Linked DNA regions of Bombyx mori: region 2 is linked to region 1. A link is a contact called in public Hi-C data. All regions are on one chromosome and are shown on one strand. Each heading gives the region's core, a stretch centred on a gene start, on an enhancer-like site or on the middle of the called end of the contact. The rest is flanking DNA. Distances are from core to core; before and after follow the strand shown.

Evidence for each region. A called contact is a pair of places that touch in the nucleus more often than the background predicts.
Region 2: a Hi-C map of whole pupa shows a contact between it and region 1, with 2.2 times the contacts expected there. The contact joins two enhancer-like sites. A contact is called at or near these places in 3 of 7 Hi-C or Micro-C datasets (midgut and whole pupa).

What each region holds. Positions count from the first base shown.
Region 1 is chr22:8,799,894-8,803,173 of ASM3026992v2, forward strand. No RefSeq gene overlaps it. Among protein-coding and RNA genes, the nearest start is that of LOC105842411, 15 kb to the right of the region's middle. Within about 2 kb of position 1,573, at least 1 of the 8 cell types and tissues checked has open chromatin away from gene starts, as enhancers often do.
Region 2 is chr22:8,846,764-8,850,318 of ASM3026992v2, forward strand. It overlaps LOC101746019 (PR domain zinc finger protein 1), which reads left to right. Exons shown (of 8, transcript XM_062674951.1): 7 at 1-1,617; 8 at 1,833-3,555. The coding sequence ends at 2,164. Among protein-coding and RNA genes, the nearest start is that of LOC101739195, 11 kb to the right of the region's middle. Within about 2 kb of position 1,963, at least 4 of the 8 cell types and tissues checked have open chromatin away from gene starts, as enhancers often do.

The sequences.
Region 1 (3,280 bases), core at 323-2,822:
AGTGTTATAATGGTTTAGTAAATAACAATCAAAATTGTGTTATTGAAATCGTTAAGGTTATATATAGTTCGGGCCTATATTGTTTTATTGTTCAGGAGATATTTCGATGATGATTTTAGTTTTGGTTATGTAAATAGCCCTCTACCTCCTTTGCCTTCCTATCTGCCAGTAGCCTCAAGATGCTATAATGGCGTTACGTTGACCGATGGGTGAGCTCACAAAACTCAGCCTGAAAGAGTAGCTAACATTTGCCCCAGCAAGAACAAACCTTCGTTGAATCTACCTAGAAAGGACATGTCTAGGGTGAGCAGTTGCCCCGTCGTCTGGATCGGGAATTTAATTTTTTTTTTCTCCTACCTATGCTGATAGCCTTGAGAGGCTACTTGAGAGGCACTTCGCCCTAACGTGTGTAGGTGAGCTCACGGGGCTCAAGCCGGAGTGTTGCTAACACTGACCCTAGCAAGAACAGTGCTTCGCAGAATCTACCACCGGATCGGAAACGCGACCCACTGAGAAGATTCGGCGAGAAACTCAGTGGCTGTGTCTATGGGTTAATTCGCTCGTCGAGCCCTTCGTCGCAAGCGATGGGTTCGATGAAGACGGTGACCGGAGGAATTTAACTTGCGACGGTTACGTTAAGAGGGTTATTGTGCCGCGCCGCTTTCTCGAAGAAGCGTTCTGACGCTGTATTCAGATACTTGATGATCGGTTCTAACACCAAGTCAACGTGAAGAATTACATTTCTCACAAACTGTGAAGCTCCGACGGCTATCCTGCAAAAGCTGTAACTAAACTGTATCACTCATAGGGTATGGTACCGTATGCGTGAGTAAACACATCTTCCTTTTACCTTTATTAATGCTCTTTGATTTCTTAACCAATTAACTAATTATAACATGTAATTGTAATTTAACGTGTTTATTACATTTCAAGTTTCACTCAATTGAACGTTAAACTGATGTTTGAATCAATGCAATTTAAACCAATCTGATTTAGATTAGAATTTTTTCTAATATCCCAAAACAATTTTTATACAAAACATAAAAAATGAGTCGAGTGGTGGTGCCTACCCATGTGAGCTCAAAATATACTCTAATTTAATATTGTTTAATTTGAGTACAAATGAACAAAACTTCAATATTTTGAACATTTAATTATTTTAGGTTCAAAATGTGAATTAAAACATTAAAAAAACTTAACTGAAATTGACGCAAATCAATAGAAATGATACAAAAGTGTTTTTTTTTCTTACCTAAGCTGATAGCCTTGAGAGGCTAATTCAGCGTAACCTTAACTAGTGGGTGAGCTCACGGGGCTCAAACCGGAGTGATGGTAGCACTGACCCTAGCAAGACCAGTGCTTCGCAGAATCTACCACCGGATCGGAAACGCGACCCACTGAGAAGATCCGGCGAGAAACTCAGTGGGCTGTCTGTGTCTATGGGTACAAAAGTGAAAAATCATATCATTACTTGAAGAGATTAAGGAGACGGCGACTCGAAGTAATATACATAGCAATGGTATGTTTGTCGAAACGAAACATCTATCCTAGTTGTCAGTACATTCATAGTCACGCCGCAGGGAACCGGGAATGTAACGGGACTTTAAGTTTCTTTTTTTGTGTTTTTTTTAACCTCGGCCCGTTTAAGGCATTCGGTCTCTGTTAATGACGCTTCACTTTTTCGGGTCTGTGCTTCTATTCCAATTAAATTACATGTGAAGTTTTGGCGTCAATATAAACTTTATGTATAAGCGATGTGTAACGCTGCGAATCATACAAATAGAGAAAGATAAAACTGCCCAAAGATAAAATAGCACAGTACTTATTTCTTCTCTGATAACTTTTTTTTGTTTATTATATTAATGTTATATCAATAGATAAATAAAACATAATAATATATTAGTATTATTTTGTATGATTTCTGAAGTTTATCAAACAAATACATATATATTATCAAGCCAAGCCAAGCCAAGATAATGATAAGATAGAGATTTAAATTGCATTAATGTATGGTTATTTAATTTAGAGCCGGGTTGCTTTAACTTAATTTATTAAATATATTATTATTAAAATTATTATTAATTTATATTTTAAGTTGCTAAGATAGAAAGACAATCTTACGGTCCACTTAATGTTAAAATAAAAGCCTAGCGTAACCATAGACACAACGAAATCACAAATCGTGAAATAAAATTATATAAAAAACAATTATTTATTTAAGAAATGTACGTATCAAGGACAAGTACTTTTGATAGATTTCCGTTATTGTTCATATAACCTTTTATAACTTTATTCGTTAATTTGTTGTTCATTCATTCAGTCGCTTACAAAACTGACTATTGATTTATAGTGCTAAAACCAAAACAATGCATATTGGGCAGCTACTTTGTGGTCGAAACGAGGCTCTTGTTTACTGGTCCTTTGTGTAGATAACGGGAGCCGGCGACGTTGTGTTACGTTGCTTTGTGACGTCACGACGATGCTGCACTTTTTAAACTAAAATGCACTTTTCCTGTCACGCTGAGTCCGCTATTTGTAACAGTTGACGTTGTAAACCGGGATCTATAGTAAGTACCTTCCGAGAACGAACGGACCCTCAAACAATGCGTTCAGAAGATTTATGACTAGCCGTTTCACTTCGAACCGTAATCAATTTAAATTTGAAAAACTGTGCCGCTAAATGTCCACGTACTTTGTTTGTATTTACCAACAAGTAGCTCTTGCAATACAATTACATGAATAGGAATTTTGCTAAAACAACATTTCTAAGAAAACGGATTTTGAATTTAATAAGCCTATGTGTTTTTTGACGTCATAATCATTTAGTCACAAATAGGTTCACACGGTCAAAATCAGCTATTAAATACTACTAGAGGTCCCGCAGTAGTCGAAATTCGACTATAATTAATTGGAATTGTAAGTTTGTACACTATTATGATTGTATTCTCAACGCCAAGACTACACTATAGAAAAATATTAATAAGGACTAACAATATTTAATCTATTCTCAATTTGACCACAGACGTCAAGAACAAAAGGTTGACAATAAATAAATTGTATGCATGCGTGTGTGTGTCAAATACATTGTAGTATGTTTAATGTTTTTTTTTATTGATTTAATGTATCTTTAATGCATTATTTTAAAAAAATATTAGCATTCTGCACTTCTTCTCTATATTCTCTATAAGTGTGGAAAATTTCATACTCCTCTGTCCGCGCAATTTTCGTAAAAAGGGATACAAAGTTTTTGCTTCACGTATTATTACTGTAATAATAAATA
Region 2 (3,555 bases), core at 713-3,212, 47 kb after region 1:
CTGACGAAGGCTATCATAGCAACGGATACCATGATGAATTCACACCACCGGAAGATTCAAGTGATTCCGATGTTGAAAACTACGTTCTCGACTGTTCCAATAAGACGAATGAACCAAAAGAGACCGTCATAGTACAAAAAATGGAACAAGACATGCATCGTAATGAATACAGAAAAGTGAAAATAAAAATGCCAAGAGCATATCAATATCAAAACCATAAAGACATGGACTGTGAAAGTGAAACTGGGTTGGTTATTGCTGAAGATGTTCCAGACAATATGCCACAAAACTTGTCACCACCGAGAAGAGATCCAGCGACTTCGACTGTTATCGTATTGGAGTCTTCACAAAATACTGTTGTGCCCATTAACAAGCCTTATTATGAAGATGGTCCGCTTTCTCCTTCTCCACAACCAGCTTTTATGAGGTATTCGCCCCCTGATACACGTATTCTAGAAACTATACTCACAGGAAACAGAATAGACACCAATAACAATGACCCCACTCGTCGTCAACCCAATGCAACCCCGCCACCTTCTTCGCCAACGGAAATGGCCTACTCATACAAGAAAAGCCAAAGATATGGTAACGCATGCAGTCCCGACTCAAGCTCTAATTTAACGCCCTTGCCATCCTTACTGCCACTGCCTCAACAATTACCTACTCCAAATGCTGTTCCAGTTTACTCTGCATCACCGCCTCACTCGATACCCCACACAACGGAAATACGTGAAATCAGAGAAATCAGAGAAATTCGGGAAACTCGTTACGAGAGTCATTATCCCAATTATTCTTACAATTTGTATTCCCCGCCGAATTCGACTATCATAACTCAGCTAGGATCACCGCCGAATACGTATTCACCTACGGTCACGTCAACACATCAGTACGATAGATCACAAAATGGACAGAGTAATCATCACTATCCGTCATCATCAACAAGTGTCATTACACTTAAGAATTGCTCACAATTAAGTTTGATTCAAAATGGAAATGTCGGAGGACAAGTACTTCCGCCGCATGGGAGCGTGAGTCCCGATGGTAGCTGTGGACTCATGATGTCACCGATTAGTCCTAATTCTCAAGCGTCTCGGGGGTACAGGAGCTTACCTTATCCTCTAAAAAAGAAGGACGGAAAAATGCATTATGAATGTAACGTTTGTTGTAAGACTTTTGGTCAATTGTCGAATCTCAAAGTCCATTTAAGGACACATTCCGGAGAAAGACCGTTCAAATGCAATGTATGTAATAAATCGTTTACTCAACTAGCTCATTTACAAAAACATCACTTAGTGCATACTGGAGAAAAGCCACATCAATGTGATATTTGCAAGAAACGTTTTTCTTCTACATCGAATTTAAAAACACATTTACGTCTCCATTCAGGACAAAAACCTTATGCTTGTGATTTATGTATGCAAAAGTTTACACAATTCGTTCATTTGAAACTACACAAAAGACTTCACACTAACGATCGTCCGTACGTCTGCCAAGGTTGTGACAAAAAATATATAAGCGCATCTGGTTTGCGAACACATTGGAAAACAACGAGCTGTAAACCAAATAATATTGAAGAAGTATTGGCCATCACAAACGCAGCTAACACTGAATGCATCGGTAAGTTACACATTGCATTAATTCTCTGGTCTATCACTTGAAAAACAAATAATTCATAGTTTCTTTTTATATTCAGTAATTAAAATGTAAAAAATGATTTATACACGAGCAGTCGCGAGATCGACTGCAGCGCGTTGCACTTTCTCTTCGTAGGTGAACTTTCACTTGCGCTCTCGCTAAACGCGGCCGATTTCATTTTCGCGTGCACTTTACAGGTAACGTCGACAAAGACTGTCACGAAAGAGAGGGGCACGATGCTTACGAGGTGCACTCTCCATCACAAGGAGGGCTGGTGGGAGCCGGTGGGGCGCGTGTCGCAATGTCACACAGTGAAGCCATGCTGGGAGGGCACGCGCACACTACCAGACCGCACTTAGCGTCAGGACACGGACAATTGTCGCCAGCCCACGGAACTCAATACCGTCCCTTAGCACCTCCACCACCCCCTGATCATGATCAACAGCAGCCGCATTATAATTCAGCCGGAACCGAGCCCAGGCCTAGCGTTATAGAATCCAGCCAGCCACTCATCATAGAATGCACCTGAGCTTGGAAACAGGATCGCCGCCGCCAAATCTAGCGTCGGATATGTGATTCCCCGCCGCAGTGTGTGATTCCAGTGTGATCAAACATAAGTATTGTGTGAAACATTAGTCGGGTATTTTCACTCGGTTTTCCAATGGCTATGAGATTATGAAATGAACTGTAAGTTGTAAATTTGTATAGTTGCTAGTAGTAAGCGCGATGCGATTAAAGTACTAAGTACTTGTAAAAAGGTTGATCCCATTTAAGGACAGAGTGTATAATTTTAGAATGTAGATACTATGTCTTTGTGTAAAACATTTTAAAATATGGTCGATGTATCGGCAGCCTTTTGTTTAATTCTACTTAATGCTCAATTTTATATGTTTTTTTTTATAATCAAATGTCTATTGTAAATATTTTAGTGACATCTTTTTTTTCTATGTACAACATTTGTATTGAAATATATATATATTGGGCCCATGCTTGTAACCATGTTGGAAAACAAGTAGTATCTGTCAGGGGCTTGTTTAAATTTACCGATTTATCTCCTGGGTCATCATTAATTTGTGTACAAAAACATTTATTCACCAAAGAACGGAAGAGCCGCACAATTTAATCCAATTAGACTTCCTAAAACGTTGCTCTCGTGTCTTCGCAATCATAAAAAAAACATTTCAAAAGAAAATCAAAATTAGTGTTAAGTGCCAAAAGCACGTTTATAATGTTTTAGGTTATTTCATAAAACTTTCGATAGTATTTAAATTGTTGTTCCTAATTAATAATCGGATTGTAAGCGCATGACATATGCATCGACTTAATTCTAATATTAATTATTATACATAAATCGAGGAAAGTGTACATTATCCCTACGCTAGAACAAATGGTGCTTCACATAGTGGATGAGTAGTCATGTATGTTAAATGCTCCAGAGCCTTCGGGCACTAGCAGACTACTAAATACTATTATTATAGGGACATTTATCGGCATATTGACTATTTTTACGGATGCAAAGTTTATCCACAAAAATCACAAATGATTCAGATCTACATTTTTCAGATGAGATTTGTGTTACGAAGTGTTGATAAACTGAAATTATACTTAAATGCCTGTCAATGTGCTGGTAAGATTTTTCACCAAGTTTATTTGTATACTATTGTATATTTCCAAGTTATTATGATTCTCCTATTCGAAAAGGCTGAGATAATTAAAATTGTAATGTGAAGTTTGGCGAACGTTAGATATAGTTTTGGATTGCATTGTTTTAAGCATTGTTATTAAAATGCAAATGCAAAATAATGTGAATCAAATAGAAGCTTTTGTATATTTCTATTGTTTATAGTATTTTACACGGGATCCCTTGTAGATATAATGGCAAGAATTTGTATTTAACACATTTTTACAGGGCGCCAATTT